2 separate regions of the Pan troglodytes genome follow, and region 1 is linked to region 2. Evidence: chromatin contacts called from public Hi-C data. All regions are on one chromosome and are shown on one strand. Each heading gives the region's core, a stretch centred on a gene start, on an enhancer-like site or on the middle of the called end of the contact. The rest is flanking DNA. Distances are from core to core; before and after follow the strand shown.

What was found. A called contact is a pair of places that touch in the nucleus more often than the background predicts.
Region 1: a contact with region 2 is called in a Hi-C map of induced pluripotent stem cells, with 2.0 times the contacts expected there. The contact joins two enhancer-like sites. A contact is called at or near these places in 2 of 7 Hi-C or Micro-C datasets (induced pluripotent stem cells and stem cell-derived neural progenitor cells).

What each region holds. Positions count from the first base shown.
Region 1 is chr11:82,073,087-82,078,685 of NHGRI_mPanTro3-v2.0_pri, reverse strand. It overlaps UBAP2 (ubiquitin associated protein 2), which reads right to left. Exons shown (of 27, transcript XM_063788674.1): 18 at 4,571-4,766; 19 at 3,763-3,854; 20 at 3,391-3,438; 21 at 980-1,058; 22 at 569-774; 23 at 153-252; 24 at 1-67. Among named protein-coding and RNA genes, the nearest start is that of UBE2R2, 110 kb to the left of the region's middle. Within about 2 kb of position 2,400, at least 10 of the 24 cell types and tissues checked have an H3K27ac peak or open chromatin away from gene starts, as enhancers often do. A contact at or near this core is called in induced pluripotent stem cells, where this site is marked.
Region 2 is chr11:81,925,569-81,930,811 of NHGRI_mPanTro3-v2.0_pri, reverse strand. No RefSeq gene overlaps it. Among named protein-coding and RNA genes, the nearest start is that of UBAP2, 22 kb to the left of the region's middle. Within about 2 kb of position 3,776, at least 3 of the 24 cell types and tissues checked have an H3K27ac peak or open chromatin away from gene starts, as enhancers often do. A contact at or near this core is called in induced pluripotent stem cells, where this site is marked.

The DNA.
Region 1 (5,599 bases), core at 1,151-3,650, 150 kb before region 2:
GATGATCCAGCATAGCCACCTTTGGAGTAGTCTCCTGCTGCTGTCCCCTGGGTCAGGTCGTCAAAACCTAGCGTGGCAAGGTACAAGAGGCAAGTGTGAGCCAGGCAAGCCTGTCTAACCCCACGTGTCTCTGTCTGGGAAGTACCCCTCACCTGTACTGTAGCCGTGCTGGCCATAACCACTGGCCTGCTGGAAGGGAGGTGTGGGAGTGCTGAGGTTCACCCCATGTTGCTTGGCTGAGGCTGGAGGGACCTGGGGGGGCAAGCAGATGAGGTATTAGTGTGGGAAGAAGCAAGCTGAGGCTGGTCAGGTACCCCTGCCAGAGCCTAAGGCAGCAGGTGACATACCCACAACCACAGGGGACCTGTGTTTTCATTAGTGCAACACATGCTGGATCTAAACACAGCAGGGGAAAAGTGACCTTGTCCCCAGCCTGAACAGTTTCTGAAGACCAGATAAGACGGAGTGGAATCACAACCCTCCCTCCCTGCTGGAAGATAGGTCCCAGGTTTCCACCTGCCAGCAACCCAAGGCCAGGAGACACAGTCACACCCGCTGAAATACTCACAAACATGGTGGGGCCATACTGGAAGGCACTGGGCATGCCTGTGTAGTAGGGAAGACCAGTGTAGCTATAGCCAGGTGGCAGTGCAGGGTTCAGGAAGGGCTGCTGGGCTGTGTGGTGGGTCTGTGATTGGCTCTGCTGTGGCTGAGCTGGTGTGGTAGCGGGTACAGGGGATGCAGAGTCCCCACGGCCAAACTTTGTGACATCACCTAGGAAAGAGCACTGACTCCAGCCACTGCCCTTCCTCCAACCAGAGAAAGGCCACACTGGCTTCTGCAAACAGGAACAGGTCTGGCTGCCAGCTCAGCACAGGCTACTAAGAGGCCTCTCTCAGCTTGCTGTTGCTGCTTCCCAGCTCCTGGAGTTCGCGCTAGGCCGGCCCCGGGCTACTCCTCATCCATTGAGCAAACTCACCTGGATATGGATTATTAGCTAGGCTCCCATCTCGGCTGGCAAGCGCTGTGGGTGCAGCAAAGGGAATTCCATAGTAGTCCTAGGAGAGACCAGGGAGGCTTGATCAGCGACTGGCCCTGCTTGACTCCCAGGAGAGCAGAACCAGCACATGTAGGTGGTGACGCCACACTCCTGAAACAGACTCCATGCCTGAGAGCCAGCAGTCCCAGGGAACGCCAAGTAAATGGTGCCCCTCGGAAGAGTGTGCAACTAGGCGGCCTGCCTAACACATAAGCACACAGACCGGCCAACCCTGCAGCTTCACCAGGCAGAGCTGCTGGAGACCAAGCCTCACACATCCATTTGACACCACAGGCAGATGCTTGTGTGAATGCCTCGGGCTGAACCAACTTCGCTGGCTTTTCTGTGTGAGAGACTAGAGCAGTTAGGAAAGCTGACTAAACAGAGCAGACCCGAAAAAGGAGGCAACAGAAGTGCAGGGGCCTGAAAGGTTTAAGGGGGGACAGGGGGCAGTGCCAGGTAGGCACGGGAATAAGCAGGACCCCAGGTGAAGCCCAGAACTGGCCTGTCACCACCTACACTGCTCTCAAAACACTGACATGGCCTAGGACAAGCTTGTCCAACCCACAGCCCATGACAGCTTTGAATGTGGCCCAACACAAATTCGTCTTTCTTAAAACATGAAATTTGTTTGCAATTTTTTTAAGCTCATCAGCTATCTTTAATGTTAGTGTATTTTATGTGTGGCCCAAGACAATTATTCTTTCAATGTGGCCCAAGGAAGCCAAAACATTGGACACCCCTGGCCCAGGACTTGGGGGAAGTATGGCAGATACAACAAAGAGTGGAGACAGAGACGGCAAAACACAGTGGAGCTTCGTGGAGGAGGGGAGGTCTGACCTGACCCTCACTCACCATCCAGGGCCTCGCACTCCTGGACACACCTGGCCCCTGAGGAAAGGCAAAGCCCTTGGGCTGTGCCCGATCCCAGAAAGGAGCCATCCTGGCTGGGAATGGCACTCACACCCTCCAGGAAACCTCCCGGAAACCCATAGCAGCCTAGAACCCCCAGAAGAGGCAGAGCTGGGAACACACAGAGCTGCACAACTGAGGACGGGAGCAGAGAAAGCCCAGAAGGGGGAGCACTTTCACAGAACACGAGAAATCTCCAGGCAGGAACTAGGCTCACAAGCAGCAGAGGTGAACAAACAACCCGAGGGATAGAAAGAGCAACATATCTCAAAAGGTGGGCTCCAGAGGGTGTTTTCTCTAAGGCACAAAGTGATAAAAGCCAAAAGAGTGCTGTGAATAAGTGTGGAGACCACGGAGAGCCCCTGAAGCAGAATGAATCCTGGGGCTCAGCACCACCTCCTGCAGTTTGGGCCTTTGGCCGGCAGATTAAAGGGCTGCTGGTTTGCACAGTGGGGAGAAGCCACTCGGCTCCCAGGCTAGGCCTCTGCTTCTGGAAATACGGCCAGCCAGTGGAAAGGGCTACTCTTCTGAAACAAGAGCAGCTCCGTCAGCTCTTTGTGGTGCAGCAGAGAAGGGGGCAACACCCACGGGGAAGAAGGCATCACTGCACAAGGGAGAAAGCCTCTTCCTCCAGCAACAGGAAAGACTGTATCCAGCAGAGGTGGTGTCCAAACTGCCTGCAACTCTCTGACAAGTGCCCTGGGAAATGGCAGAGCAAGAAGACAGTGGCTCCCAGGAGGAAGTCCTGCCCATGGGCAGGGCAAGGAGCGGGCCTATTCCCCTCTGTCCCCACAGTTCTGTTCATGTGGCTATCCCAGGAAAGGCCCACACTGCATTCTGGCACCAACGGTCAGAAGAAAGAGGCAACCCTGGTCTCAGAGTAAGGCTGCAACCACCAGGGACGCCCCAGGGAAGGCATTCTCACAAATCTAGATGGGAGGCCAGACCCAGAAGAGACCTTAAAGACCATCAGCTCAAGCCACTCACTCAGCTGATTGCAGAAGAGCAGTCACTGGCCATCTCAGACCAAAGACACTATATGGTACTCTGAGGAAGAGGAAGACAGTATAAAACTCCAGGGCCAAGTAAGCAACCTCCATGTCTTGTGTCATATGGTTTTTCTTTTTAAAAAAGAGAGAGAAAACAAGATGGAGGAGGGAAGATAAGGACCAACATTTAACAGGGGACACGGCCTACCAGGGCCCCAGGTCCCAAAGGCCTTCATGTTTCCCAGGGATGAGCACTGGATACTCTGTGCTAAAGCTATGGTCACGCCTGGCACAACCACCAGATGAAAACAGCTTTCTCAGTAGTGGTGCTGAGAGGTTCCTCAGGCAGAGGATCCTAAGGGCCAGAGAGTGTGGCAGCCAAGACCATAAGAGGGGGGACATGTAAAAGATTATGAACCCTCTGCTCCGACCAGTCCATACCCCACTCACCACTGGCAGCCGTGACTGCAGCATCTGGAGCTCGTCATAGCCATAGATCTGTGTGAGAACCAGAAAGTATATTTTAGGAACCACATACCACACCCTGGGAAGCCCAGGTCCATCTAGGAGTCAAAACAAGGTTGGGGGGCTCTAACACACCCGGGAATGGGATCTGGATCAGCTGTTACGGGAACAGATCCTGCCTTCACGGAGTCTAGATGGAAGAAGACCACCAGGGCTCAGTGGGGCAGAGACGGGGGTGCTCAGGGATGGAAGGGCAGCTCAAGGTGGGCAACCTGGGCCCAACGCCAGGCTCCTGCCATGTGCCAGCCCCCGAGGCCAGGGGAGCTGGGCAGGCCAGGAGTTCCGCCATACACTCACCGGGTAGGCAGGAAGCAGTCCTCCGGGACCTACGAGGTACTGGTTGTGCAGCAGGGGAGGCACCCCCTGAGGTAAGTTTGGGGGTGCTTTGCCTGTACAGAGGGAAAAATCAAATGGAGTGAAGTGGTCACCACAAAGAGTGAGAGTCCTCAGCTGCTTCAGGAGGAGGCACAGTCACTGAGCTACCCCAGATGGGTTCAAAGAAGGGCAGTGGCTGAATGAGGCAGAGGGACATTCTACAAAGCAGTGAAGGGGAGACAGAAAGCCCGGCCACCACACTGAGGTTGTTTCAACGTCAGAGAGTTCTGGGCCCAGACAAAAGCAGCCCCTTTCCCCCAATCCCTAAGGTCCCACTGCACTGAGCAAAGAGAAATATAAAAAGAATCTGCCTCCTCCAAAGAGGGCAAGGAAGCCATGCAGTGCCAGGAGAGGGACAGGCTGAGTTGGAAGTCGGTTTTAGCAGCGACCATCAAATCATAGTCTGCTGGGCCTACAGACAGCCTAGGTCTGCAGTCGTGGAGCCCACCATAAGTCATCCCTGGCCCCTCCAAGTCACAATGTCAACTCGGCTCCAGGAAAGAACAAAGAGGAAAGACTGAAAAGCTAGAAGCACGCAGAGGCCAGGAATCCTGCAAGGAAGAATTCATCCCCATCAGGGGTGGGGAGATCGGGCCTCAAGGTCAGTGGAACACACAGCGCACTCGGCGGGCCTGAGACTCTCCTGACACCTGCACTGCCTTCCTGGGACACCAAGCAGACACCTTTGAGGGGCTCAGGGGTGGGCAGGAAAGGCCTCTGGAGCAAATACCTGAGGTCACCAAGGGCGCGGCCCTGCTACTGCTGCTGGATGCACTCGCGGGGGTCCCACCCAGACAGAGGCTGTTCGCGGTGTTCATGCTACTGGACAGGCTGACGCCTGAGGATGCGGAACTTGAGACGGAGGTCGCTGCCGTGGAGAAGGTGGCTGAGGACTGGTGGGAAGAGGCGCTCTCCACACTGGCATGCTGGCAAAAGAAAAGCCAGGACACATGGATCTGGAGGCAGAGGAGGAGGGTGCTGGGGAGAGCCTGGCCTGGCGCTTGGGCCCACAGTCTCAAGGCTGAGCAGGCAGGCAATGATGTAACCACCCAGGCTCCCTTAAGGTGAGAGGCTCTGTGCTCAGTGCTCACTGCGGCCCCTCACATAGCAGCTGGTTCCAGCCATCAGGATACAATACATAAACTGAACATCAAAACTATTAACATTAAGCTTTAATGACCACAACTCTCTGTAAAAATCCTTCAAGTTGCTCATGCATTGGCATCCAAAATGAGGGCATAGAAATCCCAAGATAACTTCGGATCATAAATGAACACAGACTATCTGAATATGGGACAAGTACCTACCTCAGAGCAAAGCAAACAGTCTGAGAAGAGGCGAGCACAGGCCACAGGAAGCCCAGCGCAAGTCTCAATCTTTTGGAGATTTCCCTTCTATTGGGATTCTCAGCCACTGTGGTCTGGAAACAACAGGAGGCTGAGAGAGGCCTTTGCTCCAAAACCTGGTGACACCTTTCAGTCCACCAATGCCTCACCAGTGCCCACCTAAAAGGGCATGGCCTGCCACTTATGCCTGTTTGACAAGGTACCCCTGGGAAGAAAGAGTGAACCAGCGGATGCTCCATCAGCCCCGAGTCCCAGAAGCCCTGCCCAGCTGCCCAACCCTAGCAACAGGGTCCTATGAAGAACTTCAAGCTCCGAGCAGGTAGGTGGGAGGCACACCTAGGTGGACAAGGCAAGTCTCAAAAAAGGGAAGAAAAGCTCTGTAAGAGGGAGACCAGTCTCCAAACCAGGACATA
Region 2 (5,243 bases), core at 2,527-5,026:
AAAGAAGTCAGTTCCTAAACAGCCTAGAGATGCATTCAGCCAAGGTCCCCAGGCTTAGGTGGAATGTACCTCCAACAGGTGCTGGGGCCTTAAAAGCTCACGCTGGGTGCAGTGGCTCACTTCTGTAATCCCAACACTTTGGGAGGCCAAGGCAGGCGGATCCTTTGAGGCTAGGAGTTTGAGACCAGCCTGTGCAACATGGCAAAACCCCATCTCCACTAAAAATACAAAAGTTAGCAACATGGTGAGACCGTGTCTCTACAAGAAATTTAAAAATTAACCAGGTGTGGTGGCACATGCCTATAGTCCCAGTGGACGACTGCCTGAACCTAGGAGTTTGAGAGTAGCCTGGGCAACATGGGGAAACCCTATCTATAAAAAATTATATATATATATAAATTAGCTGGGCATGGTGTTGCACACCTGTAGTTCCAACTACTCAGGAGACTGACCTGGGAGGACCACCTGAACCTGGGGAGGTCAAGGCTGCAGTGAGCCATGATTGTGCCAGTGCACTCCGGCTGGGTGACAGAGCAAGACCCTGTCTCAAAACAAACAAAACAAAACAGCAACAAAAAACACCACACAATAAAAAACTCAACAATCAACAAAACAAGCCCTAATATGTGGCATGTGCTGATTTCTGTGGCATAAATATCCCTACCATAGCCTATTTAAAGTTACAGGATATGGCCGGGCGTGGTGGCTCACACCTACAACCCCAGCACTTTGGGAGGCCAAGGCTGTTGGATCACTTGAGGTCAAGAGTTCAAGACCCGCCTGGCCAACATGTCAAAACCCTGCCTCTACTAAAAATACAAAAATTAGTCGGTCATGGTGATGTGGACCTGTAATCCCAGCTACTTGGAAGGCTGAGGCAGGAGAATTGCTTGAACCCAGGAGGCAGAGGTTGTCGTGAGCAAACATTGCACCACTGCACTCCAGCCTGGGCGACAGAGAGAAACCTGTCTCAAAAAACAAAACAAAAAATAAATAAAATAAAATAAAGTTACAGGATATATCAAGCTACATCAACCTACAATATAATGCTGGAAGTGGAGAGTGAAGTAGTGGAGAACTCTGACTCCAGTGCAGGCAAGTTACTTTATCTCTCTGGGCCTCAGTTTCTTCATCTGTAAAATGAGATGATACTAATGCTTCCTCCATAGAGTCATTAAGGGGATTAAATGTGAATATACGAAAATGACATATGGCAGAGCCTAACATTCCGTACCTTTTAGCTATTGTTAGCCTCTACTATTAATTTACTGTGTGACCTTGGGCAAGACTCTTTCTATCTCTGCATCTTAGTTCCTTCACTTTGTAAAACAAAGAGGTTTTATTGTAAATAATCTTTGACAATCTTCCAGCTCTAAAAATCCTAGTGCCATCTCTGACTCCAGTAAAAGAGAAACCTCAGCCTCCGTCTCTGGTTTATGAGCACTTTTCCTGAAATCACAGGTATAAGTCACCTGGGTGATGCAAGAAACATCCAGGTGGATTCTGTCCAAAGTTGATTCATTCCAAAATGTAAAGTTAAAAGGCCGGGTGTGGTGGCTCACTCCTGTAATCCCAGCACTTTTGGAGGCCAAGGCAGATGGATCACTTGAGGTCGAGAGTTTGAGACGAGCCTGGCCAACATGGTGAAACCCCATCTCTACTAAGCAAACAAACAAACAAAAAATACAAAAATTAGCCGGGCGTGGTGGTGCACACCTGTAATCCCAGATACTCAGGAGGCTGAGGTAGGAGAATTGCTTGAACCCAGGAGGCAGAGGTTGCAGTAAGCTGAGATCGCACCACTGCAAGACTCTGTCTCAAAAAAAAAAAAAGAAAAAGTAAAGTTAAAAGTAATTATCAGGCCGGGCGGTGGCTCATGCCTGTAATCTCAGCACTTTGGGAGGCCGAAGTGGGCAGATCACCTGAGGTCAGGAGTTTGAGACCAACCTGGCCAACATGGTAAAACCCCATCCCTACTAAAAATACAAAAATTAGCTGGGCGTGGTGGTGCACACCTGTAATCCCAGCTACTCAGGAGGCTGAGACAGGAGAATCGCTTGAACCCAGGAGGGAGAGGTCGCAGTGAGCTGAGATCATGCCACTGCACTCCAGCTTGGGTGACAGAGCAAGACTCGATCTCAAAAAAATTTAAAAAAAAAAGAAGTAATTGTCAGCCTTTGCCTCACTCAGTCTGGGAAAACTTCTCTGGGGCCAAAGCTTCCCGGCATCTGGGACTCTTTTCCTCTAACTGGCAGGCCCAGGTGCTGGTCAGTTCTGGCTGAGTCATTTGTAAACCTGCTAGGTGCCTGGTTTAGAAACTTTCTGATTCTTCCCTCTTGGGAGGGTCCTAGGGGAAAATGCCTTTTTCTTTTTTTCTTTGTTTCATGGAGAGAAACAAAAACAGAAAGAAACAGAAATACAGAGAGAAACCTAGAGGCACTATTAATAGAAAGAGACTGAGAAAAAAACATCAGGAGAAAGATTTTTCTGACATTTTTTTTTCTAACAAGAGAAGACAAATACAAACAGAGCTGAAGATAAAATAAAAGCTGATTCCCACCACAACTCTGCAGAATTTCTTGGAAAGGATCATGTTTCAAATAAATACACATGCAGTACAGATGGCGGTATTTCTTGCTTTTTTCCCTACTCTTAACTCTGGGATATTTTGAGCATGCACCTTCCTCCAGCCCAAATGCCCAGTGGAATAATCTTACCTACGTTTCCATTCAGGCCCAATCCTCCTGGTTGAATTCCATAGGAGTTAGAATTATTATCACCTTTTATCACCTTAGAACCAAAGATTCTAAGAGCGAAAAATGACTTTAGAGCACACCTCCTCTTCCTGCAATATTTTACATATGAGAAAACCGAAGCTCAGAGAGGTTAGGTAACTTACTGAGATCCTACAGACAAATGACAGAGCCAGGTTAGATGGCAATCTGTAGTAAGATACATGTCCTTATTTATCAGGTCCCCAGCAAGAAATAGATGGATAATTGAGGAGAGTTTAACCGGGCGACAAAGTTAGACTCCATCTCAAATAATAATAATAATAATAATAATAATAATAATAAATAAAGTGATGATAGGTGTGCTTCCATGTACCCCTCCAGATCTACTCTCTGCCCTACTGGGTACTCCTGGTCTCTATCAGTAGGCCTTCTTGTCCTCTGCCTTCTGGTTAAATTCTCCCAATGGAGATTAGGAGGAAGGAGGATTGGGACAAGAGGTTATTTATGGCCGGGCACCGTGGCTCATGCCTGTAATCCCAGCACTTTGGGAGGCTGAGGTGGGGAGATCACCTGAGGTCAGGTGTTCGAGACCAATCTGGCCAACATGGCGAAACCCCATCTCTAGTAAAAATATAAAAATTAGCTGGGCATGGCAGCGCATGCCTTTAGTCCCAGGTACTTGGGAGACTGAGGCAGAATTGCTTGAACCCGGGAGGTGGAGGCTGCAGTGAGCCAAGATCGCACCACTGCACTCCAGCCTGGGTGGCAGAGCGAGACTCTGCCTCAAAAAATTAAAAAAAAAAAAAAAAACAAGGAAGAGAGAAGCTGGAGTCTTGGGACCTATGAGCAGATAGTTTAGTGGAAGCCTGGGAGGCCCTCTCCTCCTTCTGTAGAGCAAAAAGTCACCTCTCCAGGGACCTCTTTGACTTGACAGATCCCTTTGGCTGTATCCTGTCTCCTGCTCTCCCTACCTCTAGAATCACCTCCCTACCCTAAAGCCAAAGGAGTCTGAGGCAGAGTCAAGACTCTCAGAAGCAAGTTAAACCAGTTCCTGCAGGCCCTGACATGCCCTGCTGAATAGCCCCTGCAGAAAATTCCTGTCCTCAGCTGTAGCCACAGCTGGCTACTGATGGTAAGAAAGAGACCTGAGGAGGGGAGAGATCTCAAGGAAAACACAAGTAGACACCTTCCTTCAAATACAGATAGAGCCAAACTGGACTTTTAGGAGCTGAGACTGTGCCTGTGGGGCAAAGCTAACATTCAAGTCACCTCTTTCTTGGTCAGCATAGTGGCTACTTCTGCCCAAAAGGACGTCTCCAAAGAGCACCAATGCCTGTTTCTTGGGGCCTCCATCCAATTGTGTCAGCTCAGATCCTAGCACAGCTCCCGGTGTTCTCTGAGAAGCTGCCTCCCAGCAATATCTGAGAGCCCAGCTTTCAGTTTCTTCCTCCAGGTTGCTCAGGTCCCCTGAGTCCTAGGGAAAGGCCACACATGGCTTATTCCTCATGCAGGCAATATGGCTGGGTGTCTTGCCTCACTGTGGTTATATAGGGTAGGCTACAACCAGGGGGAGTACAGAGGTTAATGGTTCAGGATTGGGTAAAGGCCTGGCTGGAGGCTTGAGGGCTTGGAGCTTGGTGTAAAAGTTACCTCCCCCTGTTTCTGGTGCTTCAGAGTCAAAATTATTTGGCCTGACTTTAAGTGAGGGAGTTCTGCCATCTCTCCTGGACTGTAAGAGCTCAGCCGATGACTCAGGGAGCCCTAAGAATGCTTTACAGCTGTGCTCTGTAAACACCGTCACGTTTTATGTTGCAGAAGTTCACAGTCAGCCAAGAGATTTAGTTACCTACCTGCAGTCAAAAGCTGGTTAATGATTAGAAACAGGATTTAACTGGGAGCTTCAACCTCAGATCCAGTGCTCTTTCTCTAAGCTGCCTCCTACCTAACTCCTCCAATGCTCTATTTATTTATTTCAGATAGGGTCTGGCTCTGTCATCCAGGCTGAAGTGCAGTGGTGCAATCATAGCTAACTACAGCCCCAAACTTCTTGTGCTCAAGCGATCCTCCCATCTCAGCCTCCTAAGTAGCTGGGACTACAGGTATGTGCCACTTGTAGTGATTTTTAAATTCTTTTTTTAATAGAGATGAGGTCTTGGTATGTTGATTAGGCTGGTCTTGAGCTCCTGGCCTCAAGCAATCCTCCTACCTCAGTCTCCCAAAGCGCTGAGGTTAGGTATGAGCCACCGCACCCCACCTCAATTTATTGAATTTGGTGATCCAGTGATCCAGTGGCAACATTCCATTCCTTCCACAATAAGATCTATTTGGCTTTAAACAAAACACACACACTTCTGAGAAGCTGTATGCTCACATCTTTGTAAATCAAATCTGCAGATAAATGCAGAGGGAAGCTTGATTCAAGGATTGCTACTCTGAAAACCTCAATAAAGTGAAATAAAACCCCAAAAAACTCCTTCGAGTTTGAGACCAGCCTGAGCAATAGAGAAA